2 separate regions of the Mus musculus genome follow, and region 1 is linked to region 2. A link is a contact called in public HiChIP or PLAC-seq data. All regions are on one chromosome and are shown on one strand. The core of a region is the stretch at or near the end of the contact, and the rest is flanking DNA. Distances in the headings are between cores, read along the strand shown. Region 1 has its middle 15 kb from the start of Gm33280. Region 2 has its middle 34 kb from the start of 1110002O04Rik.

Region 1 (2,700 bases), core at 18-2,517, 210 kb after region 2:
CCGGCTCCTTTTGACGATGTCTCAGAGACAGCCTCCCATTCTTTCCAAACTCCAAGAAATTCCTCAAGCAGAATTGTCTAGATACTCCCGTCTCAAGCCCTCGTAGGCTTTGCCGGAAGCTCGCCATGCCTTTGACCACACTCGGAAGGGAACTCTGTTATCTCCCACCTCCAAACCTGCCCACCAGTTCCAGCCAGGATACTTGGTTTGGATAAACAACGTCCCTCCCCTGATCCTGGAACCTGTCTGGAAGGGACCATGCTCAATCATCCTTGCCACCCCAACTGCTGTCAAGGTAGCTGATATCATCCCTTGGAAAAGGTCAGTGAGGACAGAGGGACTGTCACTTGAACCCCTTAAAGACAAGACTGACCAGAGTTTATTAACCTGGGATACAAAATCCTCATCAAACTCAAACCTAACATGGAAACTCGGAAAACAGGAAAAGAGTCAAGACTCTCTTGTGTTGATCTTTCTCTCTCTCTCTTATGTCTCTTCCAAGCAGGGAACAATATGGTTTGGGGGGAGGGGTGGGTGTTAGCATACAGGCAATTCTGTAGCCCGTCTCAGGGACCTAGCAGTGGCTTGTCATCATCACCTGCTGCTGCCAGGTGCAGACTGTGTTTAAAAGGATTGCCTACCACTCCCACTCCCTCTCTCTCCCTCTCCCTCCCTCTCCCTCCCTCTCCCTCCCTCTCCCTCCCTCTCTCTCCCTCTCCTCCTCCCCCCATGTCCCCCACCCCATTCCCATGGCTCTGTTCCTGCCTGTCTGTCTGTCTGTCAGCCTCTATCTCTTCTCTCGGTCCTCACTCCTCTCCCTTCCTGCAATAACCTCTTTTTATACCAAATCTGTTTCATGGGGTAATTTCTCAGGGGCACGCCTTGGCATGAGCCCACCAGGCACCCCCTCACTGCATTATATTTCACAATAATGGAGCTCAGTCAGGTAGTGGAGAAGGCTGGCTTGAAGAAGGCCTTCGGGGATTACAATTTTATGCATGGCCTGCTAATGGTGAATCATCTCTCCAAGGATGTCCTCTGATTACCTAGCTTGCTTGTACTAACAGCTTGACTAAATGTTCCTCCTCTGACTCATTAAATAGTCACGCCCCCACTTTTTGTATACCCAAGTATATGTCTACAGTGGAGAAGGGGGGAGAGCTCACGTTGGCTTTGATTCAATGTTAACAAAGTTCTAACAGACCCCAATCCTGGTCCTGATCCTACCTAATAGGGGCTGGACTAGCTAGTGTAACAGCCATGAGCACCTCAGCCTTTGATTGTTGGGGAACCAAAACTTTAGGGAACTCAGTTCCCAGGTAGACTTAGACCCAGGCTGTTTGGAGACTTCTATTTCCGGGCTGGAGAGCCAAGTTGGTTCCCTCACAGGGGTAGTCCTGCAGAACCGAGGGGCGTATGAAACAAGGAGGGATTTGGATGGCCTTAGGAGACACTTGCTGGTTCTATGCCAACCAATCCATGGTAAATAGGGAAATCTGGCCATGGTCAGAGAAAACCTCAATGAAAAGAAAGAAAAGAGACATAGATCAGATAATTGGGTCTCTGTTAACTGGGTCCCTATGGCAGACCACCTTACTGGCTTACGGTTGGACCCTGGATCCTCCCCTGCGTGGCCGACTATGTCAAAGAGAGAATAACAGCAGTTAGGCTAGTGTTCTTCAGGACCAACTATGCATTACTAGAGACGGGATGAGCCAACAATTTAACTCACACGCATAGAACCAGTGACGGGGCAAGACAGTGCAGAGCTTCCTCCATCTTTTATGCCTTTATTTTAACTAGAATTTGATCTCCTTGATGGAGAATCTCCTGTAAAATTTCTATACTAGGACCCAAGACCAAGATGCCCCGGCTAACTTAGCTTGTGTTTAGCCACCTGAGTATGAAGAAGCCATCCTCCCCCCAAAGCTGCTGTGCGGGATTCGAGGATATGGTGTTTGTTTTCAAAAGGCCCTTGCTCTAAATGCTCAGGGACTTAGGTCCCAAATACCTGACTTTCAGTTGGCTGTAATCTATGTCTGAGTGGTTGTCTCTGGTGGGCTCCCAGAACAACCTCGCAGCCCTTGGTCCCTGCCCTCCATATTGAGCCACAGCACACGGGAACAGGCCTTTCACGCAGGAAAGGTGTTTGTAACTCAGACTTTAACGGGTGGAAGGGATTACAACATTTGCATAAAAATCTTAAAAGGTGAAGAAGTTAAAAAGATTAGAATTCCTTGTTCTGAACACAGTGGTTTTTGTTGTTGTTGTTGTTGTTGTTGTTTTGGTTTGTTTTTGCTTGTTTGTTTTTACTTTTGATTGATTCTTTGTGAAGTTCACATCCAGCACCATGATCCCATTCACATTCCTGTCTCTTTGTATCTGCCCTCCACTCTTGCAACCTCCGGCAAAAGGAAGAAATTGTGTTCTGGAAGCTGTAGTGTGTCACAGCGTGTCCCACAGTATACCCCCTTGCTTGCAAATGTTCACTGCAATGAGTCATTGCTCTGGTTCAAGGCCTTTGACTTCTGCTCCACTATCAATACTGGATCCTCACTGGGACGCCTCTCAAATGGCCTGTTGTCGCCCTGTGTCGCCCAACTTTGGATCTGTAGGACCCACTCCTTCACATATTCCAGCAGTTCATCGTTGGAGTACATGTTGGGCTGAGCCAACTCAGAGCCTTCTATCTGGGCCTGG
Region 2 (2,700 bases), core at 161-2,660:
CCCATTGCTAGTGCCCGGTGTGGTGTGAACAATGTGTGTTCACACCTGCTCCACTCCATCTCTCCTCTAGGTTATTATTGTCACTTTACATCTTAATGCATTGTGGCCTCTTCGACATTGATCACTGTTGTCTTATTCATTTGTCTTTTAAAGCACATAGGAATCGAAAGAGGAGGTCAAACCCCAAAATGCAGTCCTACTGTCTTCTAACGTTACCTGTGTAGTTACTTTCACTGAAGATCTTTTCCTTTTATACAGCTTTGAGTTACCATCTAATGTCCTTACATTTCAGCCCAAGATACTTCTTTTAGCATATTTTTTAGTAGGGCAGAGTTACTGATGACAGTCACATGTTCTTTATCTAAAAAGAATACTTCAAATTTTCCTTCATTTTTGAAAGGTAGCTTTTGCCAGATACAAAATGACAAGTTTGGTTTTGTTTGGATTATTTTGTTGTTGTTGTTGTTTTTAGGGTTTGTTTTTGTTGGAGACAAAGTCTGACTATGTAGCCTGGGCTCACCTGGTTCTAGCTCTACAGAGACAAGACTGGTCTGGAACTTCCGGAGATGAACCTGCCTCTTGCCTTGTAAGTGCTGGAATTAAAGGTGTGTACCACTATGCTCAACTGTTTGGGTGGGTGTTTACATCTGTTCAAGCAGCATAAAAATCTCACCACCACCACCACCACCACCTGCACCATCCCAACCCCCACCTATGGCTACAGATGGCCTAGTCGGCCATCACTGGAAAGAGAGGCCCATTGGACACGCAAACTTTATATGCCCCAGTACAGGGGAACGCCAGGGCCAAAGAGAGAGAGTGGGTGGGTAGGGGAGTGGGGGTGGGTGGGTATGGGGGACTTTTGGTATAGCATTGGAAATGTAAATGATCTAAATACCTAATAAAAATGGAAAAAAAAAATCTATGTAAGTTCAGCTGCCCTTCCCAATTCAGTAACCATTATGCTATCTGAGTGAGATAAATACTACCCTGAAGTACCCTGTTTTTCATTAAAAAATGTATTCTGTGGAAAAAAAAAAAAGAAGCTGACTCTTGATTATTGACTATACAGAACACATGTCAAGTCGTCTCTTTCTGCTGTCAACATTTTCACTGTGCTTTGGTTTTTCTCAGTTTGACCATAGCATACCTTAGCATGGTCACACCTGAGATTCTCCAAACTGAGAATCTCCCTCTTGGAGGGAGGAGGAAGAGAGCAAAGCTACAAAGCTCAGGAAGTAACCAAATCTTAGCAGAAGCTCTTGAAGTCACAGGGCTCTCAAAGTCCTGCCCCTAGGTTATAAAAAACAGCAGCAGTGGCTGGAAAGAAGACACTCTCTGACCATCCCCGGGCAGCTCCAGGGATGCAGATTTCATGAGTCATTGCTGTGCTGAGGTGGACCCTCCAGTGGTGAGCTGTCTTTGAGTCATTCACGATCCTGTAAATAACTCCTCCCCCATAGTCCTGCAGAATCCGCCTCAGTAAACCCAGTGACTCACTAGGGTAGACTCAGGTGGACTCGTCTCTTTGGTCTGCTGTTGATGTCCTATATGGGGTGACAGACACTAGCATGCCCCGCCCCCATGTAGTATTGAATAATTTCATTGGTCCTGTGGGCTCCACTCTCTTAGCCTGCTCTTATCCATGTGGCCGGAGCGCTCTACTGACTTGTTCGTCTCAGCTATTGTACTTCCGAGCTCCAGGTTTCCTATCCAGTTTTTAAAGCTTTCACTTACTTGAATAATGGTCCATACTTATTCATCCACCATTCTTCTGAGTGCCTTCTCCATGACCTCATTGAGCATCAAGAAGAATTAAAGTGTGCTCTAGTAAACTCAATGTCTGGACTTCCTTGAAATGGCTTGTATTGCTTTCTTTCATGTTGAGAGTTAGATACTTTCGACTGTTTTAGTACAGTAACTCTGGAAATCTGATTTTCGTTCTCCCCAGGAATACCTGGTTTTATCTGTTAAGGGCTCCACCTATCTGTTCATGTGCTGACTTCCCTAAACTGTTTCTGCAAAAGTTACAGGCCTGGTGGTATGTGCTCACCTAGTCCCAGCTCCGTTGCCCTAACTGCCTGGAACTAATAAGAAGAGAAAAGAGAGGCAGCGTTCTGTCTCTCTAATTTCTTTGGGCAGATGCTGGTTCAGCCTGAGTGGGCTGAAACACGCTAGCCAGTCTTTATGCTACTCCCTGGAGCATGCATCAGACTGGGAAGAGTGCAGTTTCATTTGGAAGACAAGGTTTAGTAGCTACCCTGTCAGGAGACAATCAAGGCAGTAATACTGGGAATGAGAAGCTGATAACTGTGACACAAAACACTAAAATTTCTCTCTCTCTCTCTCTCTCTCTCTCTCTCTCTCTCTCTCTCTCTCTCTCCCTTCCTCTCTCCCTCCCTCCCTCTTTTCCTTCCTCTCCCCGTCTTCTCCCCCTCTTTTTCATGCACATGTGCATACATGCATTCGAGCACGTGTGTCTATATGTGTGTGTGTAGGGTTTTTACTGTGGCGAACAGACACTATGACCTAGGCAACTCTTATAAGGGCAACATTTCATTGGGGTTGGCTTACAGGTTTAGAGGTTCAGTTCAGTATCATTAAGGTGGGAGCAGGGCAGCATCCAGGCAGGCACGGTGCAGGAGGAGCTGAGAGTTCCACCTCCTGTTCTGAAGTCAAACAGAAACTGGCTTCCAGGCA

The links. HiChIP or PLAC-seq counts read pairs in DNA pulled down with a chosen protein or histone mark.
Region 1: a FOXA1 HiChIP or PLAC-seq map of pancreatic cancer cells shows a contact between it and region 2. The contact joins two enhancer-like sites. A contact is called at or near these places in 1 of 484 Hi-C or Micro-C datasets (embryonic stem cells), 3 of 115 datasets of contacts at active chromatin or transcription factors (CD8 T cells, embryonic stem cells and pancreatic cancer cells) and 1 of 9 other capture datasets (embryonic stem cells).

What each region holds. Positions count from the first base shown.
Region 1 is chr1:36,115,699-36,118,398 of GRCm38.p6, forward strand. No RefSeq gene overlaps it. Among named protein-coding and RNA genes, the nearest start is that of Gm33280, 15 kb to the right of the region's middle. Within about 2 kb of position 1,268, at least 43 of the 459 cell types and tissues checked have an H3K27ac peak or open chromatin away from gene starts, as enhancers often do. A contact at or near this core is called in pancreatic cancer cells, where this site is marked.
Region 2 is chr1:35,902,776-35,905,475 of GRCm38.p6, forward strand. No RefSeq gene overlaps it. Among named protein-coding and RNA genes, the nearest start is that of 1110002O04Rik, 34 kb to the left of the region's middle. Within about 2 kb of position 1,411, at least 32 of the 459 cell types and tissues checked have an H3K27ac peak or open chromatin away from gene starts, as enhancers often do. A contact at or near this core is called in pancreatic cancer cells, where this site is marked.